2 separate regions of the Danio rerio genome follow, and region 2 is linked to region 1. Evidence: chromatin contacts called from public Micro-C data. All regions are on one chromosome and are shown on one strand. Each heading gives the region's core, a stretch centred on a gene start, on an enhancer-like site or on the middle of the called end of the contact. The rest is flanking DNA. Distances are from core to core; before and after follow the strand shown. Region 1 overlaps ttyh3a (tweety family member 3a). Region 2 overlaps ttyh3a (tweety family member 3a).

Region 1 (3,913 bases), core at 271-2,770:
GAAAGAAAGAAAGAAAGAAGAAAAGAATCAGAGCTCAATTTAAGCCATAATTACAGTTTAATAACTTACAAAAACTGGGAAGAAATCATGAATCATTCAGACACTGAGGGCTTTGTCCAACAGCGCATGAATAAATGCTCTGTGATTTTCTGTATGAAAGCATCAGGGGGGTCTCTGAACAGCAGAGGGCGATCTCCGATCAAAAGAGCACATCAAGTCCACACACAAACACGAGGGAGCCATTCTAATTCACATGATTCAATTCAGCAGGCAGATTGAACAAGACATCATGCTGTAATCCACTCTTCCATATTTACACTTCAGAGGAAAGGCCAGGCTTGGAAAACCGGCGATCGCTGCAAATTGTGCTGAAATGTTTGGCTGGTCAACTGCATGGTATGGAAACCTTATATACCTGCTAGACATGCGGATGATCCTGTCCCATACAGCTACCATTGCACGGCTCAAAGATAGTAGTGCAATGTAGTGTAGTGTGCAATTTAATACAATTGCCTCTAGGAGTCGCCAACGGAAATAAAACAAACATACACAAGAAATGCACGTACGCCAGACATGAAGTTGGCGTGGACCAATGCATTCTCACGTTCATTTCATCGTTAGTAAATCCAAATGTGAGTGTGAAATCTGGCGTACGCAAAGTTTTTGTGCATACGCAGCGTTAATACATAAGGCCCCTGATCTTTTGAAAGGAATTAGCAATTTCTTCTCAACTTTTTTTCTTTTCCAACCTGGTTATTGTATTGCTCAAATGACACGTCAAACAGTGACTGGTGTTTCTGCCAAATTTATAATAATTTCTTAATCATTTTTGGGTCCAAATAGTATGAAAATAAGCACTTTTAACTTCCCCGTCCTCCCGCTGGCCTGCAGATATTCAAACTAGTGGATGCTGCTCTCTCATTGGCTGTAGGTGATCGCTGATGTTATTTTCAATCAGAACACATTCCACACAGCATGGTTTTGAATTGCCGACAGCACCAGATGATTCTCTCAGATTGCGTCTTTGATAGTTCACACTGTGTTTGTTACTCACGTGAACGAGCACCGATTCGCTTGAGCTTTGTCAGCAATTTCTCAAAACCAAGTAGGTGAATCAAAATAGGTGCTAAAATCATGCAGTCTGATCTCGGCATACAAGTTAACAGATAGAGCTTTATGATTACATTTGACTCAAGTAACTGCAATTTGACCAGCGGGAAAGGAATAAAGATGTACTGAATAGCATAGCCATTACAACAGGCAAAAAGTGTGAAACAACGTGTTAAAAAACATGATACAGTATAGAAAAACTACATTTTGATAAATGGGCACTAAACTACGAAAAATCCTTCATATTTCATGACTTTGATGAAAAAAAAAATCCATTAATTTTAATGTCTGGAATTAAAATTCAATGAAATTCCTTAACTCGTGGGAACCCTGCATGACATATTACCAGTTGAGCGAAAGCCTGGAAAATACCTGCTGTAATGACTCCATGATTCACTAACAGCCTGTTCTCCTGCTTCTGCTGAACTATGATTGGATTATATAGGAACAGAAATAGAATGAAGTGAATCTGGACAGCCTGACGGTGAACAGAGGGAGGAAAATAAACATTGACAGGACAGCCTGATCTCACGAGGAACCGTGAGAACTATTTTACATTTTGTCAGTTTAATAGCTAACTTCTACAATGGCTAACTCCTGGCGTGTTGTCGCGGGGGCACTTCAGATCATTTTGGAAGGGCACTTTCTATTTAAGACTAAAAAGGGCATGCGCACTGCACAGGTTGAGCCCTATGTGTGCATGTGCCTGGGTAAAAGTAATTTATTAGATTACTGAAAAAAAACTATATATATATATATATATATATATATATATATATATATATATATATATATATCACTGTTATTACCACCACTGATCATCGTCACAGCTACTTTTGCTTTTTTTTTTTTTTATTTAAATTTTTTTTATCAATTAAGACACAGCAAGTGATATTAAATTAGTGCTGTGACCTACATATATGCCACTTTCCATCAAGGTCATCAGTAAAACAGCTTTTATAAGGTATCACTGATGTGAAAAATATTCCTTGCACATAAAAATTCATGCATTGACTTTCACATATTGCTAAATATTTCCCACCAGTCCACCCCGTTAACAAAATCATCATCCGCCTCCACATTACACTGCCTGCCACAGCTTGCCCAAACTCATATTCAGAAACTGCTAATTATCCATAATGAAGAGGTAGAGCGAGTAGAGGAGTATCATGAGACACGCTTATGAATGTGATAACTGTATAATATGCTTAAGCTGGCGTCTTTGTCCTTTCTATCTCTTCCAGTGTAATCCTGTCTGCCTGATGCAAGCCTGTCCTGGGACAGCAGCCGCATGGGTCCAGGCCAAAGTCATTATATTGTATGTAATTACGCCAGCAACTACTATAATGAACATTTAGAAAGAAGAAAGGAAACAAAGAAAAATGGAAAGAGCCGGAAGGATGCAGTCCATTCCATGGAGTTCTTGAGCGATGATCTGTCGTCATATCAATGTCACACACAAACATATCACTAAACACTTTCACCCTTGTTTTTATCTTTGGTTTAGACATCCTGAGTGAAGTCAGCTACAAAAAAAGGAGTTTGTTGTACTGAATGAACAACACTTGCACAGGACAAGTTTTGTGAAAAATTATCTAAAATGCAAAGTCAGACAATACATATTCTCATTCATAAATTCAATTAAGTGATCTAATGATAGGAATATATAAGTGTATAATTAGAAACACTGTTTGGTGGTAAGTTAGGACTATTCTAAAGACTTCTGCGTCGGGCTATCAGCGTGACCCACGCCGCATGCCTTGCACGTAGCCGCAGCAGTTCTGTTTAAGGCGATCGTGCTACCCACTGCGCCACCGTGTCGCCCCCCTTTACAGTTGTATTACTTTGAAAATCTATTAAATATTATTTGGCCACTTTGTTTGAAATCTACAACCTTCCAAAGTCGATAAGATTTGGCACTACTGAACTGAGCTGAATAATAATCATTTAATCTTTTACAGTGCTTCTATGCAGCACAAATTAAATTCATTTCATTTTACAGATCGTACCTTTTGCCGTGCCATGTGTGCGGCACACTGCAGATGACCGAGGTGAACATGAGAGCTGTGATGAAGGAGAAGAGCACCAAGTAGATCAGACCCTCCAGTCCGTCGTAACACACGCCAGTCAGTGCCTGCACATAATCCTGCAGAAACACAGACACGCTGCATCAAACACAAGCGCTGCACAAACTGTTATTAAAGGCTTCAAGATTCTCTCGCTGGATGCACAAAAGTAGTGAAAATGAAGACAGAATAATTTAGTGCGAACATGTTTGTGTGAAGTGTCACTTTAAATGTCATATAAATGTCACACATACAGTAGAACAATTAGTCATCAAAAAATGCTAGAATATAAAAAAAGGGATTCAAACAATTCACAAAGTCTTATTCACAATTGACAATGATTCAGATGTCACGCATAATTGTTAAACTGGTGACAGTCTTTTAAACCATACAGTATTATTTTATTATATATCATATTACTTCTTATAATAATAATAATAATAATAATAATAATAATAATAACAATTATTATTATTATTATTAATCCTAATAATAAGCAGTAATATTGTTGTATTAGTATTATAGAGATTACTATTGTAGTAATGTAGAATAATAATAATAATAATAATAATAATAAACAATACTGTTTTATTATATTATATCATATAAAAAAGTAAAACAATCCCATATTCTATCAGTAAATTTTAAAAAAAGTTAAATGTTAGACAGATTCATTTAAATGGATAAAAAAGGTTAGTTAGTTAGTTAGTTAAAGGAGCCCCTTTTATGGGTTTTTG
Region 2 (4,086 bases), core at 254-2,753, 54 kb after region 1:
GTTATATTAAGAGGAAACCAGTAAAAACTTCTAATTAAAATTAAAATGCTACAATTTGTATAGACTTAAAATGGTGGACTTGAACACACTTCAAATTTTGTCTTGGTTGTTAAATAGCAGTAAAGTGATGATATAAGAATTCAACTATTCATAATTCTGAAGTTGAATTATTATGTTTGAGATATGCATGTCATTTGCCATTGATAACCTTATTAGAACATTTTTTTCACAGGTAAAATGAGACATTTGTCATTTTCATCATTCCCTCCTGCATTATATAGGCTAGAGTAGTTATACTGACACTGTTAAACATTTATTTCATGCACAACAATGTTCGCTATGAATGCTCTGAATGTCCTCTTGGTAGTAAACAAACAGTGCATCAGTGAACTATACCTTATAAATACAGTAAGTGACAATTTTAACACCATTTGGAGGTGTCCATGTTGCTGAGCAATGTATATAAAACAATGTGAAGGCTTATGCGACCACCTTTACGCTTCTCTCCTGACCTTGAAAATATAATTTGCTAAATCACAGAAAAGCTAAATTAAGATCATGTATAGAGTAGAATCAAGATTGCAATCTTTTTACGAATAATCGTGCAGTCCTAATTTGAGCGATACAGCATATGGGCATTAATGCATATACTTAATATGGCTCATACCTTTAAAAGTTGCTTGTTTAAAAGTCTTAAAGCCTAACCTGTAAAGATGACTGGGATGTGTTGACTTCTGCAAGTGTAATATAACCTCTAAAACTTAAAGCACACAGCTACTCACAGCCAATCACCTGAACTGTTAACAGTTAACAAGAAGCTTTTTTTGTCCACGAAGATTCTTTAGTCCATTTAGTCCAAGTGTTTTTGCACATGTGAGAGCCCCAAACAGAAACACAGTGGTCAGACAATCAATAGCACTCAGTGAAACTCAACACACAGTTGGGCTACTACAACAGCCCTGGGAAAACAGATATGAAAACCAATCGATTGTGCTAACAGCTTTGACCCACCAGAAGAAAAAAACAAAAAAGAAAAGAAAAAAATAGTATTCGGGTCATAAACATACGCTGCCCCACAAACCCACTGAGATTTTTCATTAAAGTTACCTTCTTTTAGAGAACAACCAAAACATCCCACTTAAAGGTTTAGCTGACCAAAAAAATTAATTAGCTAAAAATAAAATAAAAAATAAATAAATAAAATACTATTTACTAAGTGATTCCAAACCTGCTTTTGCTTCTTCCTTCTGTTGAATCCTAAAGATATTTTAAAGGATGTTGAAAAAACTCCCTCACATATTTTTCACCATTGTCAACCTGTTCCCAACATTCGTCCAAATCTGTTTTGCGCTCAATAGAAGAATGAAAATCAAATATTTACACCCGCTTGAAGAGAAGTAAAAGCGAGAACATTTTCATTTTTAGATAAACTCTCTTAACTTGTTGCCTCACCACCAGATGGCGTAACAGTGCAAGCAGCCAATGGGGGTTCTGAATCCCACTCATTCCCATTCCCCACCCTCTCTCACTCAAGTATATCACCCAACTCCATTGTAAAGCACACAATCAGCGGCCACCCTGCTTAGTGGGGTTCTGCGGCCAAACAAAGAGCTATTCACCGCATGACAGGCCTTGCAGCTTTCAGCTAGAGTACGTTTAAGACACATTCCATGCGCTCGCCAGTCTTATTGCTTTCCGATCAAAGTCTAAGTATTTAGATTCACAAATTACATGGATGTGAAGAAGCCATTGTCACTGTGGCTTAACGTAGGAAGGAAGTCGCTTGAGTTGAATCCAATGACAGTCGCTTAGCCTAGCTGTATTTTTTATAAACAAGCAGCTATTTTGTGTGAGATTTATTGGGTTTATGCTGCGGTGTTTGTTCGGGACGTGTTGCGGCTTGAATGTGCAGATCAGGAAGCAGATGTCACCTCGCCGTCCCCCCTGAGGCTGTGGTCATGTGACCCATTAGAGAGGTTTCAGTGGAGTTCCCAGCATTCCTACAACACAGCAAATCTGGATAATCTGCGAGAGCAACGTTAACTAAATACACAAATACACAGTGTAATCCCTCATAGCAGACTCTGGATGACTAGACGGTGTTATGTGGGACATTTCCCATATTGTTTGTAGTAAACAATTCTAATGCTACTTGCGAGTTTACAGTAAAACAAGACAAAACAGTGACTTCACTGAGAAATTATGTGGATGCTGAGGTTCGTTTTTTCCCCCAAGAAGGTTGAAATAAGTTAGTAGTTTGGACACAATGTGTTGTTGGCATTAAGTGATTTTCCTTTTTAAATAGTAAACGAATAATAAAAACATATACTCATGAAAAAAGTCAATGAAGTTCTTTCTTTCTTTCTTTCTTTCATTTTTTTCATTCATTTTCTTGTCGGCTTTGTCCTTTTATTATCACAGCAGAATGAACCGCCAACTTATCCAGCACGTTTTTACACAGCGGATGCCCTTCCAGCCGCAACCCATCTCTGGGAAACCTTCTTTCTTTCTTTTTTTTTACTTTTCTTTTCTTTTCTTTTCTTTTCTTTACCTAGCTGGTGATGGTGTTCATTCGTCTGTCATTCAATTTTGAAAGGTGTTTTATATTTCATTAATATGTTTATATTTAGTATTTATATTATAGAGAGTATATACAGGAATCAGAGAGTGAAAGTCAATAGATTTTAAGACCTTTTTTAAGACTCTTTCCATACATTTTAAGACCTTATAACCACTTTAGGTTTCAACCGGAAACACTGATAAGATTATAACTTACAGTATAATTCCTAATTATTAATGTAAGAAACTAATCCTAAACTAAAACATTATTCATATACTGAATAAAAATCTATTGAATGTAGATAATTTAGCAGGTATGTGCCCAAAGAACTGCAGAAATAATGGTGATGCCTTGATTTCAGCAGTAAACAAAAGCAGCAAGATGTCAAATCTAGCAGGATTTTATTGATTGGATAAACTACAGAGCATCCTGATATTCGCAGATTTAATTTAGGCATGCTCTAGCATACAACCATACTTTGCATAATCAAAAATGATATAAAACTGAATACCCCCTTGCAAAACAGCATTTAAGACTTTAATACTTTAAAGGGCCCTTAATTTCTCTACAATGATTGATCAACTTTTAATACTTTTTAAGACCCCGCGGATACTATGATTATATTTGTACATTCCAAAGTTCTAAATAAAGTGAGAAAAAAAGAAAATCACACATAAACAAGCATTTTTGAGTTTATACGCTAAAATGTAGCTTTTTTAAAATAAAAATTTCCATGTCGTCAAAATAAACCTAATTGATTGAAAATACAACATTTTTGTCATATTGTCCAGCCATAAGTGTGACCACAAAAATATCTCTGCATATTACAGTCAGAATTATTGAATTATTAGTGTTCACAGCCACACTTGTTTACTGAAATTAAGTGGAAACTCACACACAGAAGGCTCAAAGCTCACACACCCCATACAGCAAAATATAATTACTTTAATAACTACACTTAAAGATGGAGAATATACTTAAAAATGTTAGTTGTTAGTTTACATCTCAAACACTTTTACCAGCACAGGAAGACGATGTGTTAGCAGCACATGTATTTACAGTATCACCCATATCTGTCACCTCTTCAAACTATATATGTGAACAAAATGCTCAAAAATGAGCACTTCAAGCAATACTCCACATGCACTCATATCAAACTTTTATTGTATATTGAAATAAACAATACTCCCTTACTGGCAGTTCATTCCACTGTGGCAACTTCTTATAAAGAATGTCGAAAGGAAAGTGAGATATGGCACTGTCTTAACATATTGCTATATATGAGCAACATCACACTCGTAGCAGTGAGATTTGGCTGTATATCGGCTCTGGTGGAATGCGTGACTTGGCCTGAGACCACAGGTCAAGTGCCTTAGTGTTCCACCAGTGATGATATAAAACCATACCGCACTGTTACGAGTGTGATATTGCATTTATACAACAGTTTGACGACATAATCGTGTATATATAAAAGAAAATCAAACACAGAGAGTCTCAAAATCCTTTTGTACGAAGAACTACTGTCT

Evidence for each region. A called contact is a pair of places that touch in the nucleus more often than the background predicts.
Region 2: a contact with region 1 is called in a Micro-C map of caudal fin, with 5 times the contacts expected there. The contact joins two enhancer-like sites. A contact is called at or near these places in 2 of 18 Hi-C or Micro-C datasets (caudal fin and an unstated tissue).

What each region holds. Positions count from the first base shown.
Region 1 is chr3:41,002,016-41,005,928 of GRCz12tu, forward strand. ttyh3a (tweety family member 3a) reads right to left here. Exons shown (of 14, transcript XM_679082.10): 11 at 3,120-3,256. Among named protein-coding and RNA genes, the nearest start is that of lfng, 63 kb to the left of the region's middle. Within about 2 kb of position 1,521, at least 3 of the 62 cell types and tissues checked have an H3K27ac peak or open chromatin away from gene starts, as enhancers often do. A contact at or near this core is called in caudal fin, where this site is marked.
Region 2 is chr3:41,056,093-41,060,178 of GRCz12tu, forward strand. The region is part of intron 2 of ttyh3a (tweety family member 3a); the gene reads right to left. Among named protein-coding and RNA genes, the nearest start is that of ttyh3a, 52 kb to the right of the region's middle. Within about 2 kb of position 1,504, at least 41 of the 62 cell types and tissues checked have an H3K27ac peak or open chromatin away from gene starts, as enhancers often do. A contact at or near this core is called in caudal fin, where this site is marked.